2 separate regions of the Mus musculus genome follow, and region 2 is linked to region 1. A link is a contact called in public HiChIP or PLAC-seq data. All regions are on one chromosome and are shown on one strand. Each heading gives the region's core, a stretch centred on a gene start, on an enhancer-like site or on the middle of the called end of the contact. The rest is flanking DNA. Distances are from core to core; before and after follow the strand shown.

The links. HiChIP or PLAC-seq counts read pairs in DNA pulled down with a chosen protein or histone mark.
Region 2: a contact with region 1 is called in an H3K27ac HiChIP or PLAC-seq map of regulatory T cells, with 9 times the contacts expected there. The contact joins two enhancer-like sites. A contact is called at or near these places in 1 of 15 datasets of contacts at CTCF or cohesin (large pre-B cells), 7 of 484 Hi-C or Micro-C datasets (CD4 T cells, CD8 T cells, cerebral cortex and 2 more) and 3 of 115 datasets of contacts at active chromatin or transcription factors (regulatory T cells and thymic regulatory T cells).

Annotation. Positions count from the first base shown.
Region 1 is chr13:101,733,762-101,740,526 of GRCm38.p6, reverse strand. The region is part of intron 2 of Pik3r1 (phosphoinositide-3-kinase regulatory subunit 1); the gene reads left to right. Among named protein-coding and RNA genes, the nearest start is that of Pik3r1, 31 kb to the left of the region's middle. Within about 2 kb of position 3,691, at least 65 of the 459 cell types and tissues checked have an H3K27ac peak or open chromatin away from gene starts, as enhancers often do. A contact at or near this core is called in CD8 T cells and regulatory T cells, where this site is marked.
Region 2 is chr13:101,505,803-101,512,567 of GRCm38.p6, reverse strand. No RefSeq gene overlaps it. Among named protein-coding and RNA genes, the nearest start is that of Gm36475, 31 kb to the left of the region's middle. Within about 2 kb of position 2,472, at least 19 of the 459 cell types and tissues checked have an H3K27ac peak or open chromatin away from gene starts, as enhancers often do. A contact at or near this core is called in CD8 T cells and regulatory T cells, where this site is marked.

The DNA.
Region 1 (6,765 bases), core at 2,442-4,941:
GACACTGGGGCAAGGAACAAACGCTCTTCTGTTCTGAAGCATCCCAGTGTTTTCCCACGTTGGGTCCACGAGACTGAGTAGAGGGCTTTGAGATGCCATAGCTCCAGGATACATTGTTCCCTCCTTTTTAGGAATCGGGTATCCCCAGTACTGGGGTCAGGCTCCTCATCACGCCTCTGAGGTAGGAAGTGCACGGAGCCCAGGCTTACCCACAAAGCCAAGCCACAGCTGAGCATTTCCCACTGTGGAAAGTCCTTCCTGTGTTTGTCACCCATGGACTCAGCCCTTAGTGTCTGGGTCAGTTGAATGCCTATCCAGGGAAAGCCAGTGGTTTGGCAGAGAAAACTGGATCTAAGTGGGAATAAAATTTGTTGACCTCTGCCTCAGAGGGTCACATTTTTCATTTATATTTCACACGAGTCATCATAAATTACAGTGCTTATAGATAAAGAAGACTTCCTCCTTCCTCCCTCTCCAGACACCACATAATGGAAATTGCAAGTTTCTACAGAAAGGCCGATACTGCTGCCTCCTCCTCTTCTTCCTCCTCTTCCTCTTCCTCCTCCTCTTTCTCCCCCTCCTTTTTTTTTTTTTTTTTTTTTTTTTTTGTAAACTAAACAAAATGTCAGTCTCTGATGAGACTTGCTTCCTGCCAGAATTCCCACTGGTCTACTGTCACAGTTTCCACAAAGGGCCAAGATGAAGGAGGGAAACCCATTTTGAACCCTGTGCTCTTCTGTATTATGGGAAAGCTGCTTTCTGCCTCAGGATGGGGAGAACTGTTAAGTTCTAAACCTTAGTGATAGGCACGTAAGACCTACTGGATTCTAACTGCTGAAGGAGAATGTCGATTAAGGCAAGATTTGTTCTGCTGCTGCGATCAGACATATAAAACTTTGCAAAGTTTTGTTGTTCATTTCCTGTTTAAGAAAAAAAAAATCACCCTGTCCTATGAACTCCCAGAAGATGAGAAGATTTTCCTCAGAGAAAATTCAGTTCTGGGAAGAGCCCTCCATAGAGGTCATAACCTACAAAATTCTTGAAGGGAAGTTTCAGTGAGAAGAGGGCAGGGACGGTTGGGAAGCTCTGAGTGCTGCAGTGGGTGACTGGTGTGTGAGCCCCTGCTTTCTTGAGCTGCAGCCTTCATGGGACGTGTAACACACATCTGCAGAAATTTTGGGGGAAATTAAAAAAAAGAAAAAGAAAAAGAAAGAACAACATGAAGTTGGGAGAAGTGTAGTGGAGGCGAGGAAAGAGTGGACTTTGATCAATGTATATGCAGGTATAACTATTAAATAAAATATTAAAAAATAGATTTCTGTTTCCAGCACAGGGCAGGAATAGCCTAGCTAAGTAGGAGTTTGCACCAGTAGTTGTATCTTTCCCAAATGACTGCTGGAGAAAATAAGTGTAAGCCATTGTCAACAGGTTGTGGAAGAGACTGGTTCAGCATGCTCGCTACCAAAAACTCGCCTTGCTGCGAGGCTGGCCCCAGCCCCAGCCTTCCACATAAAGCAGGTGCTGTTCGGATCAGAGGCTGATCATCCTTGGCACCCAGAGTGGACAGCCTGCCAATTGTTGCACAATCGAGTGGACCCAAGCGACAAAGGACTGCTTAATTGAAAGTGTATAAAATGGTTCCTTAGTTGAACCTTAGTGGGTCACACCCTTAATCCCAGCACTGGGGAGGCAGAGGCAAATGACTCTCTGAGTTTGAGGCCAGCCTGTTCTATAGAGTGAGTTCCAGGACAGCCAGGGTCACACAGAGAAAACTTGTCTCAACCTCCCTCTGCCGTCAAATAAAATGGTTTCTTAGGCTTCATGGACAATTGAGTAACCCCATAACCCCAGTTTCCTTTCTTTATGGTCACTACCTAATCCTCTGGGATCAAGCATAAAATATTCTGGTCTCTTACAGTGAAAAGATTAAACAGCTGAAGTTTAAATTAAATCATTAATTTGGAGTTTTCTGTGACTACATTCATTATATTCTCTGTTGGGATTACGTTCCTGTGGATTTGACAGATACATAAAAGTGACAATATGTGCTTATCAAGGGCAAATAAAAGTTCTGCACGCTGAAATCCTGAGTGGTGTTTTTAGTTTTCTGTTTATATTAAAACCTTTTAAAATTGAAATGATTTAACGAGGTTTTCTTTTTCTGGATACCTAGTAGAAGAAAAAATCAGAAGCATGAAGCAATTGAGTATATTTACGTGGAGACAGGCCTGAGTGATGGAAATTTTTTTTTTTTCTTTCAGTAGGATTTAGCAGAAAGCATGTGTCGAAAGTCTTACCTAAATGGGTCATAATTAAAGACGTTGGGGCTTATTTATTTTAATTAGAAATATTAAGCTACACTCAGTGGGCTTCATGGAAAAAATTTTTTTCTAATTGCATATTTTATTTTACGTCAAGTAATAAATTAAATTTTTGTGGGTACCAAAAAGACGTTTTAGCTTTAACCACAATCATAACTCATGCTAAATATATTAATGTTGTGTTGATTAGCTGGCTAACTGTTTCTGGAGAGTTAACTGGTGAGACCTATTGTTGTTGATGTTTTTCGTTTTCCAGTAATAGTGGCAGAGCAATCAGTGTCCTTTCTGGAGAAAGGTTCTCGTTTGAGTTGCTCTGATCAATACAGGTGACTAGAAGCAGAGGTAAAGAGCAGCGCTTACTTCTGCTGTGTTCTCTTTAAAACTCTGTCAGATGCTGTTGTTGCGTTGCCCCTCCCGTGGGTTTGACAGAGTTTCTGGGAAATCCACAGAGGCAACTCTCTCAGCCTCTTACGAAAAGGGGCAGAATGGAAGGGGGAACTCACTCACAGTTCCTGTCGGGATTAAACCGGGCATCCAAGTGGCGCGCCTCAGGTTGACTCTCAGACCTAGCTGCTGTCTCTGGGATGGAAGATCCCATCTCAACATCCTCCATGTATAGCACAGAACAATCCTTGTTACCCATCTCGTTTTCTCGCCAAAGAGAATCTGTAGAACAAAGCAATTTAGACTACTCAAGTACATTGGCCATTCCCAGTTGTCTTTGACAGTTCTTAATTAGAGTAAAAACGGACACAGTCAGCAGTAGGAACAGTTTTTCGGGACATTTGGGAATTTGTACAAATATACTTTAGAGGAAAAAAAAAAAAAAAGAAAGACAAACTGTTTGGCTTCTGCATCATTTATTATGTGTGCGCCCTTGAATCTGGTGTAAAGTGCCTGGGATGAAGATTGGTTTCTGCTATTGTACAGCCAAAGGGGTAGCCATTGCACTATGGTCTCAGTTACATGGTGAACTTGTAAATAAGTCAGGCATTAAAAACTTCCAGTGGCATCCTTGGCTGAGAGTCCGTCTTAGTCACTGTGAAGTATTTGCTGCATGACCTAAAGATGGTACCATAACATACATAGCCTTGGCTTTCTCATCTGTAAAATGGGATCGATGGCCAGGAATGAGCTGTGTGGGAGCTCTCTCAGACACACCTCCACTCCCAGAAGACCCCAGGACCTAAGGCTCATTGATGATAATTCTCAAAACAGAAAGGACACATTGAACACACACACACACACACACACACACACACACACACACTCAGTGTTTCTTAGACTTAAGTGATATGTTTGAACCTGACGAAAATGAAAGGAATTGAGATTGCCCGGCCACAGGAAATAGAGGCCAAGGGCCAAGTTAAACAGCTGAAACCACGCACAAAGCAGGAGATCATGGGAGATAGCAAACGCTTCGACGCTCTCTTTGTCGGTGTTTGAGGGAGAAATGACAGCAGAATTGTCATGTTTAGACCAGCTGCCTCTTCTACCTCACCTGAGAGTTCTCCTCCTCGTCCGTGGAAGGCAGACAGGACCAGCTGTGTTCTGTGGCAAAATGCGTTTTTCTCCACAGCTCGGTGCTTTCCCAGGCGCAGGCACCCTGGAACCTGGAATGGTTTCGTTTCTTAGCACAGAGTTTTCATTTAACATGGAACATTGTTGCTTGAATGATGCTCATTAGGAGTCTCTACTCATGTTTTCCTTTGCCTGCTTCAATAGTATCTAGTTCTGTTTTCTGTTTGTTTCTTGTTTTGTTTTCCAAGACTGTTCTTCTTTAGTCCTAGGAGACTAATACTTTACACACACACACACACACACACACCCAAGCTGACCTCTAAACTCATGATAATCCTCCTGCCTCAGCTTCTCTAGAGCTAGAATTATAAGTATAGGCAATCAGGCCCAACTGTTTGTGCCACTTAGGTATAAACCATTCCAGGGTCATGGATCTGTTAGGCAGAGTTTAGTTGACTCCATACTGTATCTTCAGAGGGCATAGTACTGGCAAAACCATACCCAGAGCTGCAGTTCACTTCTGCTTTGTCCATTTAGTGTGTCCATTTCCTCTTTGAGGAAAACCTTTGGTTTTTCAGAACTCCATTTTCCTTTACAAAGTCAGAGTTGCAATAGCAAAATAACTTAAAAATATTTTGTTTTCTTGCTCACTAATTCATTATGAAATAGCTCAATGCTTAAAAGGAAAAAAAGAAAAAATGTGCTGGGTCTTGGTGGGAGGGAGGACATGCCTGCCTGCCTGCTCTGAATCTGATTCTCCTGCCCAATAGAGGTTGCCATCTATTGGCCAAAGAGAGAAATAAAATGAAAAGTTCGGCCCACGCTCCAGGTGGTGCGATGGTCACGGAGAGGTTCTTTTGGTAAAGTTCTTGGCTAAAATATATGAAAATGCATGATTCTTTAGGAACCTTAAGCCCAGGATCATTGGCCGTAGCCGGTCTCTGTAAGTCATGATAGGTATTTAAGAAGTGGCTACATAGCTCTTTTAAATGCATATTTCTTGAGACCACCAGAATTCCATTTTAATGAAATATTAAATGGAGTTTTAATTAGACAAATTGATGGCTGATTTTGTAACTCTGTGGTTGGTTTGGGCTTTCTTTCATTCCAGCCTTTGGAATCTGGTATTTCCTGCCCAGCTGACATGAGACAGGCTCTGTAGAACGGGCAACTGGTGGCTCTTGGTGCTGGGATCTGGTTAATTTGACCATGTGCACTATTTAGAGGTTTAAGTAGTGGCATCTCTCCAGAGTTGTATAATGTCATAAGGTGCATTTGACAAAAAAAGGGAGGTGGTTCGTGGAAAATTCTCAAGCAACTGCAAACAGGGGAAAGAGTTCCTTTGGTCTTGGGTGGACACACACACATACTCACCCACTCCACACTCCACACACACACACACACACACACACACACACACACACACAAACACATAGGACAGCTTGAACTTAGAAAGCACCAGTATAACAATTTTTATTATTAATAACACATCATTTTAAATTGACTTCTCATCCCTAATATCTGAAAATAATCTTATAAATCCTGAAAGCTAAATTGTATATACATTAGTGCTTTACTTAATATGCCTCACCATGGTGTGTGTATGTGTGTGTGTGGTGTATGTGTGTGTGCGTGTGTGTGTGTGTGTGTGTGTGTGTGTGTGTGGTGTATGTGTGTGTGTATGTGTGTATGTATGTGTGTGTGTTGGGTAGTATCCTAACCAACTATGAATAAGGCTCACAGTCTAACCTTGTGGTTTTATTTCTTCCTTACCTGCCTGTTCATATTTGGAGTGTGAAGCTTTTTTAAATGCTGTGTACTACCCAAGTAATCATTTGATACCCTGGATTCAGGCATTTGACGTTCAGTTAATTAATTCCTGTGCCTTCCACTGTGAACTAAGAACGATGACAGCTAAAGAAGGAGGCGGTACAAGAGAAACCAGGAAACCCATATGTTATTTGCTTCCATTTTCACATAGTACACCTATATATGTGTGAAACAAATATATAAACTGTTACAAAGCAGCATATTGATGAATTGAAATGAGTGGAGCATGATACGAGCAAGAAGCCGGCAGGAGAACGGTTGGAGTGGGGCCTAGAGAAAGCAGAGTTTTTGAAGGAAGCGAGACATGTTTATGTGTTCTGATACAGGTCAGTATTAGGCTCACCCTGAATGGCTTAATGTCATGTGAGCAGTGGGGAGAAGAGAAAGGGCAGCATCATGGAAATGGTTGAGGCATGGGCATCTCCTGTGGGCAAGCCGAGATGTATTGTTGAGGTCAGGCTGTGTAACTTCCTTCTGAAAAGGCCCTGCCCATTTACCAGTCATGATACCTTTCTTTCACTTCTATTTTTGTCCCTTCCTTTAGGAAAAGGACTAGATGCTTACTCGTTAGTTAAAACTCAAAGTCATTTTCCTGTTCTGGTTGCTTTTGTTCCTCGAGTTTGAGAAGAATCGAATTAGGTCCGCGTGAAACATTTGGTCCCTCTGTCAAGTTTCCATTTTCCTATTACCTGATATGTCTTTCTTTTTAAAATGCTGTCCCCTCTCATCCACCAGATCTGTATCGTGGTGCCCCTCCTTGGTCTTTCCCTTTTGGATAAAGGCAGATATACTGAGCTTTAAAATTCTGCCTGGATAGATTATCTGCTCTGGCACAAAGTGGCCCTGTCATAAAACCCAGAATTGAAACATCCAGTATTGACGTCTTTAAATTCAGCCTTACTTTTAAATAATACTGGACTGGGTTGTTGGACATCATCATAACTAAACTGTTTCTCTAGACGATGTAGGTTAATCCAGCAAGCCCTTCTAGGAATTCTGTTGCAACTGGTACCCTGTACTACCGGACTCCATTATAAATGATTTAACCTCCTATAAAGCTGCATTTTAATAGGTGTTTATAGGCATCACTTAC
Region 2 (6,765 bases), core at 1,223-3,722, 230 kb after region 1:
CATCTCACAATGTGCATCCTCTCTCGCAGGCATGTGAGGGTGGGCTTGGGTTGGGTGAGGATCATAATGATGGGATCTTGTAGGGTTGCTGGAGACAGTGAGGTAGAGATTTTGAGATGAGGGGGCTAAGAAAATGCTCAAATTGGTAGAAAAATTTCCCATGATGCCTTCAGTTGAGAAATCGATGGATCTTTCTGGAAGTGTCTAGAATGACCACAAAACAACCCTTACTTTACTGAGTAAGGGTTTTCTGGACAAGAAAGTTGTTCTAATGAAAATGCTCAAAGAATGAAGTCACGTGCTTATGAGGATAGTAACATTTTAGATTGCAGAGGCTTTTTAAGGTTCCTTGATTTTATTCCTTTGGGCATATTATTGCTACATTTGGAGAATTCAGTATGAGTAAAAAAAGAATGAGTTAGGAAGCCCCTATTCCAGAGGTTCAGCCAGGCTTTACCATACTGGGAACTTGATGAATGATTTGTGCAAGCATGCAGTTTTCCCCAAACTCCAGGTTCTCCAGCAACATATTGAAGTTGATAGTGTCTTCCTTTTCAGACCTGCTGCAGTGGGATGAAGCAATGCATCTCTTAAAATCCTCACAGCACATGTTACCTAAGTATGAATAGGTCATTCAAAACTAAAAGAGCCTGGAACAGCAGTAGGGTACCTGTACTTGGGCCATCAAACCTTTGGAACATGCTACCTGCCTTCTCATTCCTATCAACAGCAAGAAAATGTTGGATTTTTCTGGACACAGATGCTGGAATGTTTTCTCTGCACCCAGGAAATATTAAGGAGGGAGAGAAGCCGTTATCTCACAGATTCGTTCTCTCATGTTCCTGAGCATGTAGGTTTATCTCTGAAATGTGTGGGGTGATGTGGGCTGGATACTAGCAATACCACTGCCACATGGGTAAAAGAATCATAAAATTACTGTCAGAGTAACTTGGAGAGGATTGAGAACTGAAGACCATGCACTGGAAAGCCCATTCAGTCTATTTTCAGACTCTTAAGAACAATGCCTTCTCTTAGTAGCATGACCTTGAATCTGTTTCACAGTGGGATTCTGCTTTCTCTCTTCTAAATCTCAAAACAGACCATCTTCTCTTACTGCATACATTTTTTTAATCCCTACCCTACGGGATAGATGCTATGATAAGAAGTCTGATGCTCAAAGTCTAAATAATTTGCTGAATTAGACCCAATTTATTCATAAATGGAAGCAAGAGTTAAAATTTAACTTGTCTCCTGGGTTCCAAAGTTTGTGATTCCCCAACTACAGTGTGCTGTCCTGAACTCATTTATTCCTCAAAACAACAACAAACAGAGAAATGAAAAGCTAAAACATCAGACATATAAAACCATGGTTCATATAGACGGGGTCCACGAGCAGCAGTTTCGATATATGGGCAAGACATACATAATCATATGTGGTGTTTTAAATGAGAAATGTCCCCAGAATCTCATATATTTGACTATTTAGTTTCTGCTCAGTGGTGCTGCTTGAGGACGTTATGAAGCCCACCTGGAGGAAATATGTCATTGGGGGTGGGCTTACAGACGTCATTCATAGCTTGGACCCACTTCCAGCTATCTCTCTCGCTGGTTCATGTTTGCTGTTGAAGGTGTGATCTCTCAGTTCCCACTCCTGCCACCTGCTGCCATGCTTCCCCTGCCATTACAGACTCGCCCTTTGATGCATGAGCCAAAATAAACTCTTTCTCCCATAAGCCATTGTTGGTCATGGTGCTTTATCACAGCAACAGAAATGAACTCATGCATCTAAGGTGTTTCTCTAACCTGACCGTAAGGTGACACATCATCAGGCAGCCTTTCTGGAAACCACACTGCCAGTCCAGTTTGCCTAATCCTAACAAAATAAATGAACCCGCTCCACCGCATGGTTCACAATGGACTGCTTTTGATGGGATCGGGAGAAAGAGAAACACGGTGTATCCTTCCTACTAATGCAGTTTCAGAGCTGTGCAAATGTATTTGGTAATGTTTAGATAACAAGGGTTATTGGGAAAATGGTAAAGGCTCAGCAAATTTTGCTGCAAGATACTGCAGATGGGAGGGACTCGGTGATGAAATGCCTCTTACAGAAGTGTTTCAAACAGTGGGCTCTCTGGGATCATGTACGTATGGTGCCAGTGCTGTGGTCTTCAGGGCCTGTGATTCATAAATGGTCAACTAGATGCAAATGGGTTTGTGGCCTCTGGGTTTTGTATTTCTCTTTCTTTTCTTTTTAAAAACCACAAAGCAGGCTGACTTTTTCTTAGCTCTGTACGGTACTTGCTTTGTGACTGAGCAAGCCTCCTCCTAACCCCCACCCCCAATCTCCCTGGGCCTCAGTTTCTACCTCCTGAGGAGGAAGAGTTGGTTATGTGATCCTTCAGGTCACTTCCTTCCCTTGATTTAAACAGATTCACAAAGGTTAACAACTGACTAGTGCCCTCTACAGGGGACTCTTTCAGCAGTGTGGGAACCCAGGGAAAATGCTAGCAAATATATATTTGCTATATATAGATGTATGTACAGTGTCTATAGATGTATTTGTGTTCTAACCATATACAATATATAATTAATTAATGAAACATAGTTGTGAATTAATTAAGTCTTAGATTTCGTCCAGACTTCATTGTTCACATAAGGAACACAGGGACCACCTTGGATGCAAGCTTCACTTAGTCCTGTGAGAAAAAGTTTTCCAGGATGTGAATATAAATATGCAGTTCAGTAGTTGTCTGATAATGACCTTTGCCTGGCTTTTTCAGTTGTCATCAAAATACCCTTCCCTCTCCTTCTCAGACAACTGGAACGCAGCATTTTCTAAGTTTTCTGTATACTTGCTACTCTTAAGAGTTGATGGACTGTGGATTTTTCCATTAGAGAGGGAAATGGCCATTTCAGTGTTGCCTGTAATAGCGTGAGCCCCTCACTGTGAGGGTGGCTTCTCTGCAAGCGATCAGGAGGCCCTTTCACGACATTGCCAGGAGAAAATGTAGGCGTGTTCAGTAATTGATTGATTCCCCTTCGCTTCAAGCAGTGCTGAAATGTTTAATCCTTCATGCTGAGACCCGCCCAGAAGTTAGGACATACTATTCATTCCTAAGGTGTAGGACATAGAAAAAAAAAAATGTCCTGGAAGGCTTTCAGAATAAATTTGGGTCTGTGTAAGCCTTCTTTAACATTTGCAAAACTAATCGCTATTTTAAGTTTTATTACTACAAAAGTCATGTGTGCTTTGTGGAAAGTTATAAATTCAGATAAAGAAAGTTTTAAAAGTGCTAGCCCCACATTCCTACCCCTTACAGGTTACCACTCTTAACACCTGTATACACTACATGTTTCTATCAAAATGAGATAGTGTTGTACATGCTGCTTGTAAACTGCTTTTTTTAGTTTATGAATCTTTCCTTGCCAATAAATTTTTATCTCCTCTAAAACCCAGTCTATGTTCAAATTTGCCCTGCTTGTCTGCAAAATGTCTTTTTACAGTTGGTTTGTTCAAACTAAATTCAAGTGCAGGGCCCTGCATGGCTTTTAGATATCCTGTCCAGTAAAGCACATGAATTTAACAATTTTTCATAAACTTAAAAAAACAGGGAAGGTTGAAGTTTGCTCTCTCTCTCTCTCTCTCTCTCTCTCTCTGTGTGTGTGTTCAGATTTTATTCTTTACATAAAGCAGATTTGAAAAAAAAACTGCCTAACTTTCTGCTTTATCTTCACCTACAATCACTACGCCTTATTGGTATAACAGATGGTCAGATTTTAAATGTACAGCCTTTAGTCTAAAATGAAATTTGTAAACCTGCTTGAAATCTTGGAAAACATCTCTTCTTCTCTTAACCACTGAGCCATCTTCTCTCTCTGTAGCCCACATTTGTTTTTCTTTAAGTTTATTCAGACCTAAACATAGCAAAGTCAGTCAAAATTTGTATCAGACATATAGCAAGAGAGTGTGGTCAAGCAAACAGGCCTGGTCTGCCCTCATGGTGCTTCAGGTCTGGCAGGGAAGGTAACCCACAAGTTAATTGTTAACACAAAGTACCAAATTAAATGATGACACAGGCTGGTATTGAGGGGGCAGAGGATAGAAGTTATCTAGGCACAGGGAGAGACTTGGGGAGGCAGGTCTGGTCTGGTGCAAAGGAGGGCTTCTCTAAAGGAATGTCTATTGGAAAAGGAAGGCAAAGCCTACTTTTGGCATCAGAAATAAGAATTTGCTAACATATTGGAGTTAGTTGTGAGTCATTTCTCTTATGACCAGAATAGAGAAACCATGGGCAAAATGGAATGTGATGAGCCAGGAATGAGGTCCAGGTCGGCGCATCCAGGGCCCTGGGCCATGGCAATACTGTATTGATTGTATGGGCAAGAAGGAGCAGTGAATGACTGTAAGCAGTAGCAAGCATGATCTGATTGATGCTTTTGCTAAGGACATGCTCGCTTCTGGATAAAGACCACACTGAGGAGACAGCCATGAAGACAAGATTGCTGACAAGACAGCAATGAACCTGATGGAATGCCACCTTAGCGGATCAGTTGAGATTGAATGTCTTGGCCTTGATTGGTGGACAGAGTAGACTAAAGCGGATCAACTTAGAGATCCATTTAGCTTTCTAGGAAGTGGAACCAGAAAGATGTAGGGACTGATGTGATTGAGAAGGGGGAGGGAAGGAGGAAATACATGCAATGATGTAACTATTTAGACTGTGTTATGGAGCTGTGCAAGTAATTACACTCCAGGTTCAAGCTAGCTAAGGACCTAGTGAAAATGTCTTGTCTCATGTACCCAAATGTCCTTGAGTAGATCCGATGTGTCAACACAGCTCACCCCAGGAATTCAGATCATGTCTTTAACAATACCTTTCTTTCCTATTCTTGTGTTGGCTTCACCCTTTCCTTGAAGCTCCTCTCTCATGCTAACAAAATAGCTACTGGTAGCTCTGGGTTTGCACCCTTTCTGGACACTCACTCCTTTAGCAGAAGGGGACTTGTCAATATTCTCAGGAAATGTTCTAGAATGGAACCTCATTAGCTGGTCTCAAGCAATATGTTTGTGCCTGGAGCTCAAGAGTAGAACCAATTCTATATCAAGTACACACAGAGTAGAGAAGCAAATTTAGCACTATAATTGTGAATAGATGATAGACAGGTAAGAATGACAGCATTTACTATATGTGACTCCCATCCTTTTTATAGGCAGAACTGCATGAAAGGGAAGGTCATTCCCTTGAGGAAGAAAAGAGTGGTGAGGGAAAGATTGCAGGTTCAGGTTTACACATGCTCTTTGTGGGATCTGTCTGATTTTACTTGGGGATGCTGAGTGAGCTGAGAAGTTTGTGAATCCAAGGCTAAGTAGAAGTTCTTGACTGTAGAATTTTCTTGGCTGTAACTTTCAAGGTTTGAAAGTTACCAGTGTGCATGGCATGGGTGAGATCATCTGATGAGTATGTCAGATGGGAAGAGGACATGTAATAGCTGGGCTGGGAAAGAGAAGAGAGCTGCAGGAGATTATAAAGGAAGGGCAGGCCAGCAGGTGAGGAAGAAACTTAGTCAGTATCCTGCCAGTGAAGTGGAGACTTCTTGCTGAAGGTGAACATGCAACAGCTAACAGCATGACAGGCCTCTGAGAGATCCAGTCATTTGAGGAAGTATGGCTGAAAGCTGCATCTTGGTGACTGCTGGTGGCACTGGTCAGAAGAAGGAAATGTGCTAGATTTAGCAAGGAAGACCAAGGGGGATGGCTGGCAAGGACAGAGGCATTGGAATGATGACAAAGGCTAGAAATTTGCTTTGAGGGGGCTCCAAGGAAGAATTTTAATTTAACTAGGTTGTCTTTGACACATACATGTGAAGTTATAAAGAAAGGTAGAGTTATCAAAGTTAAAAGATAGAGGCAGATAGGATTCAAAGACCAGAAGGATGGAGAAATCTTAGAATGAAGAAGAACCAACTCCTTCACTACAGCTAGAAGGGGAAAGGAAAAAGACAGATGTGGAAAAGCATGCAGGTCTGTTGCCAGATGCGGAAGCCATTGCCGTAGCGTGGTGTCTATCAATTCGTAGAAGCAGGAAGTGGTATCATCTCCTGTAAAGAACTGCAGAATTAGAGAGTGGAGAGATCTCAAACAGGTTCAGAAACTCAAGGTGGAATAGAATCCCTGAGCAGGGTCTGTGGCCAGGGAAGGCTGTGCTGTCATCTGACCTGCCGATGATGTCTTACCACAGTACCCAGCAAGGGGACTACTATATCTAAGAAGATGGATAGCTTACCCTCCAGATGTGATGAAAGAACGCGGGAGAGAGGAGCTGGTGGTCAAATAAATCCACAGAAGGAAACCAAAACGGACAAACAAAAAATGCAATGGAGAAAGTAGCTATTGTTCGCCCCTGGCGAAGTTGGAATGGGTTCTGATTTCCATAGAGAAGGATTGAAAGGCAAACCAAGGGATTGCCATTGATGATGGAGGGAGGGAAGGGAGGAAGGATGATGGGGTGGACAAGAGAAAGTTCCCAGGCAGTGAGGAAATGGTTGTAAAAAGCATAGAGGCGTGGCTACAAATGGTACAGCCAGCTTCAGTGGAAGGGGAAGCGAGGGCTACAGAATACTGCTGACAGAGTGGCCTTGAGTGGTTCTAAAGGCTCCAAAGCTTTGCCCAGTAGGGGCTCTGAAAGAGTTTCTCTACCTCTACCCTGATAACCTGACCTTTTCAACCTTTCATCACTATTCATATTTCTCTTCCTTCCCCCTTTT